Regions from separate parts of the Zea mays genome. Here region 1 is linked to region 2. A link is a contact called in public Hi-C data. All regions are on one chromosome and are shown on one strand. Each heading gives the region's core, a stretch centred on a gene start, on an enhancer-like site or on the middle of the called end of the contact. The rest is flanking DNA. Distances are from core to core; before and after follow the strand shown.

Region 1 (5,020 bases), core at 1,893-4,392, 450 kb before region 2:
AGCTGTCCCATGCACTATGGAGGTGCGTTGTTTCAAATTTATCTTAAATTCCTAGGCATGTTTTTCTAGGGGACTACCACAGTTCTCTTGAAATTGTGGTAAGAAAACTAATGACACTGAAACATACAAATTTCAGATTTTTCATGGGAGACTCACTGAAGCAGATGCACACAGATACTTGTTAGGCAAAGAGAAGAGCTGAAGATAGGATTAGCTTCTATCTATATTGCAGAGTTTGCTGGTACCAGGAAACACAAAAGAAATACAATACTCCTATCTAGCACCTGTCTAGATCTCCTTCCAGAAAGAAACCATAGGCTAAATGATGGGGCCACCAGCATAGCATGAGTATACAATGAGAGCAGATCATAACCACCAGCATTATAGCTGATTTTAAAAAGTAAGTGTTACTTTGAAAGTTTCTCCTTTTTAGGGTCACAAATGATTGGATTTTTTTGGTTATATACCATTTGTTTGCTTGCATTATAGTTGCTTTTTTGTGGTTTGAATCTAACAGGATTTTTCCTACTTTTGTTGTATTGTTTATTTTTTAGAAAAAAACACAGTAAAAATACGGACCTCCAGTTTATAAACACTCGACATGTAGACTAGCGAGATATAATATAGATTAAACAACAGTCAATAAATGATATTAGGAAGAAGCTTGTGTAGCATCGGTGGCCCTATGGGGGCATGCTATGTTCACAATGTATCAGTGGCCTTGTCAGTTTTATTTTGATCCCCTCAAGGCCTTGCAACCATTTCCCAAGCCACAATATCCAAGAGATGGCAATGTCACTCAAAGAAGCAGCTGTTCTTAGTATGTGATTTAGGAATTCAATGAATTATATCTATGTGTGGTTACACAAGTCCTATGATGACAATCTGTAACATGTGTATGCTTGTATTTGAACCTGAAACCTGTGTAGGCTGGTGTGAGATCTGTTTGTGGTATTTTTGGCAACCTGAAACCTATTTTCTATGCTGTGTATGTTGCTTTTTGGTAACCTGAAACCTGTTGTGTATGTTGTGCATACTACTTTGTAGAAACCTGAAATCTGTTTTGTATACAGCAGCTTCTATGCTGGTACGAGATTGAAACCATAGAAGGTGTTGTTTTGTATGCTGCTTGCATGCCCAAGGTCCCACAAAAGCTTCTATGGTTCAGACTAAAGAACCTACTGTTTTGTATGGCACATGGTTCCACAAGGTTACCAAAGAAGTTGATGTTTTGTATGTTTAACCTGAAACCCGTGTTTGCACAAGGTTCTGACAGCATCTTTCATGGTTCAGACAACAACTTCTGCATCAAATAGTTTTGTTCAGATTTAACATAGATTTATTCAAACTAAAAACTTTTTTCAACACAGATTCTGCGTTGTCCTAATATGGTGCCCGTAACGCCTCGAGTTCTAGTTTATATTTAGGGCTGCAGAAACCAATGGAGGCTGCTTCAAAGTTGTGCCAAAGAACATGATATATTGTTAATAGTGATATAAATCGGCGCATCTGCTCCAGACGAGATACCAAGGATCATAGATTCCATACAAGTAGACTAGGTGTTCCGTGCTACAAGTGCAAGATATGTGGTGTCGTGGTGAGCTGACCAGGGCGGACCTAGCTAGTTGTAGTTGTAGACTTGTAGTTGCTGGGCGCCGTCATCCGCAGAAATTTTCCACTGGCCGTCGTCTACGCGTACAAGTGGTCCGCGTACGGCGCGGGGTGTACACAGATGCGGCGTCGCTGCCATGCTTGACCTGGCCACGACCGCGAGCGGCGCCGCCCGCCCGGCTAGGCTCCGTGTCCGTCGACCGCTTCGCTTGTCTCGGGGTGCCTGTTCCGCCGCCCGTCGTGTCGCCGTGCCGGGTCCCCCCATCCATCGGTTCCTCCACGATGGGATGTCGGAGCTCGCTCGCCGCCGCAGATAGCGTTCGGTTTGACTCGTCCGCACGGTCGTCGTGCTACGGTGTGGTGTGTGTGTGGCACACCGCGCACCAGGAAAGGTTCCCAACTAACGTTCCATCACGCGGTCGTACTGCCGCGACCACCGTTGTGTTGATTGCAGCGAACCACCCATGGGCCGTGGCCGCGCGCTGGTGGCAACTGGCAAGAGGAGCGAAACTTTTTGTGACAGCTACTACCAGTCTTGTTTGGCCGGGCCTGCAGTAGAAAAAGTTTCTGACAGCAACCACTACTTATATTATTATGTTGGGGGGAGAGGGCAGGCATTTATTTCTGACAGCAAGCACTTGCCCGCTCTTTATTCTTTGTATACTACTCACCAGTCACCAGTATTATTCTGTGTAATTTAAGAATCGCTTGTGTGTTGACCGGCCACTTGAGTCGTTCAACCGCACGACCACCGGCGCACCGCGCACGCAGCATCGGTTGGTACGACTACGGCACGACCGAAACAGGCGATCGTAGTCCACCCCTTTTCCGGCCCGTTCCTTGTTCGTACTGTAACTCATCACTGTTCGGATTCGATCGATCCAGGCTGCAGGGCAAGACGCCGAGACGAAGACAAAGGGATGATGCAGTAGGCCGAAACTTGGGTGGAAGCAGATGCGTGCGCGACGGCCAAACCAAGTCGTCCTACCGAAAAGCTGGAGATGGCGTCTCGCTTTTCTTTGTCACTTGTCAAATGGACTCTGCCACGCCTGTGTCGTGGTAACAAGCACGTGATGAATCACAATTCCCAAACGAGGTTAGCGGTTCTCTGTTTTCGCAAAAAAAAAAAAATCTTCGTCATCGTGATCGTGAGTCAATGGCTCAATGCTGCCGCCTCTCTCTCCATCGACGAGCCCACGACGCAGTCACGCAGAGACGGGCAGACGGCGTTGTATATTTCGGCCCATAAGAAACGTTGCCGGCGGCGGGAGGGAGGGAAACGGGCTGGCAGTGGCCTTGCCCGCGCGTGAGGTGGGCCGAGCCTCCCGTCCTGCTGGGCTCGCGGGGTGCGGCGTCGAGGGCATGGACATGGGCCCCTCGATGAAGAAGCAAGGAACGAACGAAACGAGCGCGTGGCTTGCCAAGGAAGGAAAGGGTCAGGGCGAAGGAAGCTGCAACGGTCGCCCGCCGAGTTACTGCAAGGGCTGGGCAGGCACTCAGGCTGGCAGCAGCCAGCAGCGATTGGGGTTCCCGAGACAAACAGTCGAGCTCGGGACCCTGAGAAACAACCAGGGAGGGCACTAGGGCAGGGACAGGACGACCAGACAGGCTCCGCGTTTCCCGGCCCGCGAACGCGAGCGCGAGTTCATCGCCTTCCCGGTTCCCGCCGCGCCGCGGGCTTTCCCGCCTTCCCCGAGCCCTCCTCCCCCGCACACCCACGACCAGTGTGTGGGTGGAGACTAGTGGGAGTGGGAGGCGTTATAATCGGTCGGCGCAAGGACGTGGGGGAGAAGGGGGGCTAATCCGGCCGTGCACGCAACCGGACCGGGCGCGGTAGCCAGTGCGTAGGCGCCGTTCCGCCGCTGCCGCCTCGCCCGGCGTTCCTCGCCGCCAGCACAGGGCGTGGCCGGAGTCCGCGCGCCACCATGGCAAGGTACTAGTCATCGTCCGCTTCTTCTTTTTTTTTTCTTTTTTTCTTTCGGTCGACATCGTCGTTAGGGCTTGCCTCGATCACGCGGCGCATTCGGGATTCAGGTTTGGTTGGGCGCGGGTTTAGTGATGCGAGGGTTCCGTCTTCAACAGTGTAGTACCGATGTGTAGCTTCAAAAGATCGTGGATTACGATTACTTCTGGTAGCACTAGCACACTGCTCCGAGCCAGATTTTATCATGATCAGTTTGCCATCCATGCCCGGATTGGGGATAAGAAACACAAGAAAAGAAGCAGACAAACAGAGCATATGCCCTATTGCCCTGCCCTGATGTGTGACAAGCATTTTTGCTCGGCTTGCTTCCTGCGGTCACAACATGTACGATAATGTTTAGTAGTGTTGATGTTGCGTTCTTCAGTCTATGCTGTACCACTGGAGTCCAGCCACCAATTGGTCTTGCCGGTGTTTTATTATCAATAACGGGGCATCAAATAACTCATGTTTTTGTTACACATAGACTACTAGTGTAGCTAAAAAAATACATAAATTTTAAGTATCTGAGCATGTTTGTCTTCAAATTATCTTGTGGAAGTACTTCTGGGACAAACAAGCACCAATATGCTTCTTTTGTTACAGGTCATGGCTGATAACTTGTAGGGGAATTGCTAAGAAAATAAGGTACACAAATCCTGGCGCTAATCACCATATAAGTGAACTGGTTGCAGAAGCACGGAGGGAATGCCCAAACTGCAGTTATATTATTGATAACAGCGATGTAAGTACATTTGTTCTGTTTAGGTTGTTGGAGAAGGGGCATTTGGCTTCCAGACCATGTCGTAGATGTTACATATCTGAGCAAGTTTTTCCTGCATTTCAAATTCTGCAGGTTGCCATGCAGTGGCCTGGGTTGCCTGCTGGAGTCAAGTTTGATCCTTCTGAATTGGAGTTGCTTGAACATTTAGAACAGAAAGTTGGCCTGGGAGATTCAAGACCACATGTGCTCATTGATGAATTTATTCCAACTATAGACAATGATGAGGGAATCTGCTATTCACATCCTGAAAATCTTCCTGGTATATAATCATGTCTTGAGATGGTGTAGTTATTTATGAATCTGTTGTTATATTCACATTCTGAATTTGGTATTTATTGACCTCGTAGGTATGAAAACAGATGGTAGCAATGCTCATTTCTTTCATAGAGTTTCAAAAGCGTATGGTTGTGGTCAGCGCAAACGTCGAAGGACCATCAACTGCAGTGATCACACTGTTTCTGATGAGCATGTGAGATGGCACAAGACAGGGAGATCCAAAGCCATATATGAAAATGGTGTTATAAAAGGTTGGAAGAAAATAATGGTGCTGTACAAAATTTCGCAAAGAGGCAGAAAGCCTGATAGAGCTAATTGGGTAATGCATCAGTATCATCTTGGAGAAGAGGAAGACGAAAAGGACGGGGAACTTGTAGTATCTAAAATAT
Region 2 (5,617 bases), core at 2,755-5,254:
TGGAAGGGTCGGCCGTGCCCGACGGAGTGCTTGAAGTCTCTGCAGTTCCGAAGGGTGTGGCGCATGTCCTTGTGGTACGGGCACCGGGCGTCGAGGATGTCGTCCAGCGTGCATTCGCCTCCACGAGGTCCTCCTCGGGCGCGAGAGGCAGGTGGTCCGGCGGCGTGGACTTCTTCGCGAGGCCTCTTCTCCCAACGCTTGTCGGGCTGCTGGTTCGTGTCACGTCGTAGTGCCGCTGGTGCTGGCTTCATTCCTCCGATGAGGTCCTGAGCTCGCTCGTCGGCGGTGATGTAGAGGTCGGCTTCCCGGAACAGTTGCTCGGAGGTAGTCGGCGCCTTCTGTAATATGGTTCGGACGAAGGTCGAGTCATTGGATCCCCTGTAGAAGTCCTCGATCACTGCCGCCTCCGCGACCTCGGGGATACGATTTCTCATGGTCTGGAACTTTTTGAGGTATGACCGGAGAGTTTCGTCCCCTCGACGCTTGATGGATTTGAGGTCCCATGGTTGCGTCGGTTTATCGGAGAGAGACTGAAAGTTGGCGGTGAAGCGCCGACTGAAGTCGCTCCAGTCGTCGATGCAGTGTCGGGGTAGGTGTCGTAGCCATTGCAGCGCGTCTTGCCCGAGGACGATAGGCAAGTACGCGGTCATTACGTCCTCGGTTGCCCCAGCAGCTCGAGCAGCGGTGGTGTAGACGGCCAGCCAGCCTCCCGGATCCTGCTTAGGTTCATATTTGTCAACGTTGGATACCTTGAAGTTAGGGGGCCATTGAATGGCCCTGAGGCGCAGAGTAAGTGCCGATACTCACATGTGTCCTCCCGTCGTCGATGATGTTGTCTATCCCGGGGAGGGGAGTGGTCGTCATGGTGCCTCGACCGTCCCCGAGTGGTGCCTCCAGTTGAAGCTGTGGCCGACTCGGTCCTGGTAGCCTGACTCCGTGCTGGGATGCCATGGTCCCGGTCGTACTCTTCCCGGCGACGGATCTCGTTCTCGTGTCGTCGTTCACGCGAAGCATTGATGGAGCTTCGCGCGTCCCGATGACTGTTGATGGCGTGTCGTAGATCGTTCGGCGGGTGAGCGAGGGGTAGAAGGTGATTGGCTGCTTGGGTGAACAACCGTCGATAGCCCTCGGCGTCGGGAGTCCGAGGGAGGCCATCAGCTATCCGAGCCAACACCCCTCCGACTTCATTCGGCGTGTTCATGGCTCGGGCGAAGTCGGGGTTCAGGTTGCGCCCGAAGAGTGGATTTTCCCGATGTTGCCTTGTCTCCTGCTCGACCTGTTCTTGAGCCCGTCGACGATCGCGTCGTCGGGAATTCCTTCGTTCCCTGAAGACACGTTCCTCCGGAGTTTCTCCTATCTCTGAGACCTCGTCTCGCGATACAGGTTGCGCCGGGTCCCGCTCTTCGGCCTCGTGATGTCGCCGGATATTTCGGTGTCGGTTCCTTCATCGGTGGGATTCCTGCTGAGGAGGTTCCTCTCCGGGTGCAGTCGGCTCGTCGTCGGATATGGGGGGCGACTCCACTCTCCTGATGAAGAGGACGTCGGGGTAGAATGGAGTAGCTGTTATGGCGATCTTCTTTCTGTTCTCCTTTGAGGGTGGAGGCACAGAAAGATCAGCTAGATGATCCTTTGCTTCCTTTTTCCTTGTGATCCGTGTCCATTCTCTCGTCGGAGAGGTGGACAGCGGAGTTCTCCGGGCTGAAGGACCCTCAGCTCCTAGCTTGCTGGAGGTAATCTTTTTTAGGAGCGCTGGAGGTTGCGCTTTTCCCTGCCTCGCCCCGATTTTCTCGAAGATTTCTGAGGAAGGCTTCCTCTCTGGCGGATCCGCGAGGCGATGCAGAGTTCCCTCCTCATTCGCTACAGATGAGATAGTACCGAAGTAGAATATGGATCCGGGGCGAAGGATGATCTTGTGCTGGAAGGTGACGACCATTGAGCTAGCTTGGATCGATGACACAACCCCTACCTGGCGCGCCAGCTGTCGGTGTTTCGGGTCCGACCACGCACCCAGGGTTACCCCTCGAGGTGCTTTTAGGAGTAGGACGGTGTTACCGACTGTAGCTCGATGGTTCGTGCCGGGCGCACGAGAAATAGTGGACAATGATGTACAGATTCGGGCCGCTTTGAGATGCGTAACACCCTACGTCCTGGCGGGAGTGCTTTATGCGATGGATTACAAGGGAGATCTCTAGTGCTGGAGAACGTAGAGAGCGGGGTGGATGGCTAAGTAATGAATGATGTCGATCATCATGAAGGGGTGCCCCCTAGGCCTTATATACTCGGCCATGGGGCATTACATGTGGATATGACAACAACGTGTGCCAAAGTAATAGCGAACTAACTGAGTCTATCTTCCTATAGTTCAGCCGACTCATCCTCGCTTAGTTCCGATGTACGGGGCCCCTGCGCGGGAAGGTCGGGTCACTGTTGCGATTACTGCTCGAACTTGTTGGGTCGTCTGGGCTTGCGCCGACCCGACCTTGTGCTAATCCGTTCCACTGGTTGTTCCTCCCAGGCCCACGAGGGAATGATCTTACGAATTATGGGGCCCTTGGGCCTTTCGTGAGGTCTTTTATCCTTCTAGTGGACCCGGGGGATATCTGTCCCCCACAGTATTAGCCCTACTTTCTATGGCATGCTTGCATAATCTTTGATGTTGTCATGTTAGCATCTTACAACTGTATAGGGTAATCATTCTTATCTTATGTATTCACAAGTTTGGGTTTATGATTGAAGAATGTTTACAAAAAAGTGTTGCCTTGCGCAAGCTGTTGATCTTTTAAAAAATATATGTTTTCGTGCCAACTTTTAAATTTGTAAAAGTTGTGTTTTATAGTGTCCTAAACTCTTAATATTGTAGTTTGTTGAGTGATTGTATAATATTGCATATGCTGGACAAAGTTACCGTCCGTTTTTGTTGCATATCCATTCGTTTTAATCCGTTTTCATTTAATCGTATATCCACAACCGTTTCTGTTTCCGGCTATACCGCTCCCGCCCTCGTTTTTCAGTAAAAAAAATATGGTAATGGAAGTGGGAGAGAGTTTTTCCAACTGTTTCCGATCGTTTTCATCCCTATCTATAAACATCCACATGAGTAGGGGAGGCGGGGTGGCGAGTGGACGACACTGTAGCCAACCTAAGGACCAAAGCTTTAGCCTTAACCATTGCACCATGTGTCGCTTATTGTTATATAGAGTATATAAATGTATATAGTAACAATTTGAAAATTAAAATTAAAATCATGATTGAATAAAAATCTCATTTAAATAAAAAATTACATATATGATATATAGAATTCATAACAATGTACGAGTAACTAACTAGTTCTATACTTAAGCATAAATAGAAAGCGTAGCAATGTATGCACACTTTGCTAGTCGGATATTTAGATACTAGTTAGAAGTATTAAATATAGTCTAAGTATAAAACTAATTATATAGATGAGGACTAAACAGCAAGACGAACCTATTAAGTTTAAGTAGTCCATGGTTCGTCCATGTAAAATAAATATTTGCTAATAATAGATTAATTAGACTTAATAGATCCATCTCGTCGTTTAGTCTTTATCTATATAATTACTTTTGTAGTTAGACTATATTTAATTTTAGTAATTGACATTTAAACATCCGATATGATCCAGACTTGATGTTAGTCAGGAAAACCAAACATCCCCTTAACCATATTGGTCCCAATTTTTGGTGCCTTTACCCATCAAATGATATTCACACAATCACACATCTGGGCCTAACTTTCATCGTTGCTGTCCACGACGGCGACCTGGAGGCGAGGTCAATTCCTTGGCCCAAGCATAGCTTGGAGCTTGCACGCTAAGAAGAGGCTCTCGTACTCTACAAACAGTACAGCACATACAGGTGACAAAACGACACACATCAACCAGCCAAATAATAAATGAGCTTCTTCATGGGCACGGCAAGCCGACAACTACCAACAAGATACAGGTGACAAAAAGAAAACAAGAGGCCCCACTCACCAGTGGGTCGTAGGCAACGCACGCGGACGCGGTCCAGCGGGCGAGAAGATCCCCGACTTGCGCCCAAAGAAGATACAGGATCAAGGATTTTTAACCGCAGTTTTCTATTCCACGACCTTATCCACACCAGCAGATTCGAAATTCACGGACAGGCCCATGGACCCGGCGAAAGCCAGCGGTGGTTCAGCCCCTGACGTGCGGGTCCCACTCTCCAGCCGCACCGCCTAGAGAGGCAGAGGCATCCCTTCGCGTGGAAGCAAACGAGGCGTGATAAAGTGGGGCTCCTCGGTCCCGGCGTTGGCCGCATCGACACTCGCCGCGCACCACCACCACCGCTGCGGCTCACGGCTACGCAGCCCGCTCTCCCGACCCCCCCGTGCCCTCCTCTTTTTGCTACTAGCACATAGAGTTTCGCCCGAATCGATCGCCGACTGACTCCGCTAGGGTTCGGCCCGATCGCCGCTTCGTCCTCCCGGCTCCCGCGGGGACCCCGCCGAGATGTCTGACTGGAGCTCGCCGGCTGCGCCGACGTTCTTCCCTTTTGGCCCGCAGGCCGAGGGGTGGGACGTCACCTTCAAGGTGAGGCATCCGATCGATTTTTCTTTCTTTCTTTACTACACTCCTTCGCGATATGGGGACGGCACTCGGTAGTGGCGTGAGGTGCGGTAAATCGCGTTAGTTTAGTTGTAGGGTTTGATCGCTTCGGGGGGGACCGGGGGTTGGGCTTCCCGTGTTGAACCGTCAATCGGACGTAGTAGTAGTGCGGATTCGGGGTTTGATCGACGGAAAGAGGGGTTGTCCGCACTCTTGGTGTGGTTATAGGGTTTTGCGATTTGTTTGTCTGTGTAGGCCCGTTTCGTCTCGGGGAGTAGATTTTCATTGCTACTACCAATCCCTATGTGCTTTGGTGAACACGTATTTTGGTCTGTATATGGTTTAAACGTGAAGACTATGGTAGTGTGAGACCATGATTTGGATCCTTTTCTGTGGCATTATAGTTAAAATCGTGAGGATCTATCTTTTAGCGCTTAGGGTATTGTTATAGACGAGATCCCCTCTTTGGGCTCTAAAAATAGCAAGAAAAGGACATCTTTTGGGCAAGTTAACGTCCTGTATTATTCTGAACGAGATCTGTTTACTTTCTTATAAGTTTGATGTTTTGGTCTGGAATATGGTTGCGTTCATCGTCCAATTAGTGTGTTTGCAGTATGTGTTGGTGTAGTTCCTCTGTGGGCATTTTGTGGCCCCAGAAATGATAGATTTTAAGAAAGGTTTAGGCAGAAGGGGATCTTAAGTGTTGTCCAGTACAAAGTAACAATTTGTAGCACTTGTTTCTTTTCTTTTGTTTGACTATATGAAATTTCGGCCATGTAATTGTTTCAAAATAATAAGATCGAATAGTGTTGCACACTACTTCCCAGTCCTATGTATACTTATCAGATTTTTCCTCTTTGATATTTCAGGTCAAATATGGTGATACACTTAAAAGGTTTTATGGTTGTGCCAATGGGAGTCATTTTGACATGAATTTATCTGCTCTACGGGCGAGGATTGATACTGCCTTTAAGTTTGGTCCTGACGTTGACTTTGTTCTGACTTACACCGATGAGGATGGTGATATTG

The links. Hi-C and Micro-C count contacts between places; a contact is called where the count stands out from the background.
Region 1: a contact with region 2 is called in a Hi-C map of leaf, with 4 times the contacts expected there. The contact joins the promoter of LOC100383487 here to the promoter of LOC100275089 in region 2. A contact is called at or near these places in 4 of 25 Hi-C or Micro-C datasets (ear, leaf and tassel).

What each region holds. Positions count from the first base shown.
Region 1 is chr5:184,049,160-184,054,179 of Zm-B73-REFERENCE-NAM-5.0, reverse strand. It overlaps LOC100383487, which reads left to right and starts at 3,142. Exons shown (of 6, transcript NM_001176135.1): 1 at 3,142-3,544; 2 at 4,178-4,316; 3 at 4,428-4,614; 4 at 4,703-5,020. The coding sequence starts at 3,537. LOC103627374 (a long non-coding RNA gene) reads left to right here. Exons shown (of 2, transcript XR_553573.2): 1 at 1-22; 2 at 137-982.
Region 2 is chr5:183,597,882-183,603,498 of Zm-B73-REFERENCE-NAM-5.0, reverse strand. It overlaps LOC100275089 (Protein NBR1-like protein), which reads left to right and starts at 4,004. Exons shown (of 7, transcript XM_008647664.2): 1 at 4,004-4,573; 2 at 5,458-5,617. The coding sequence starts at 4,493.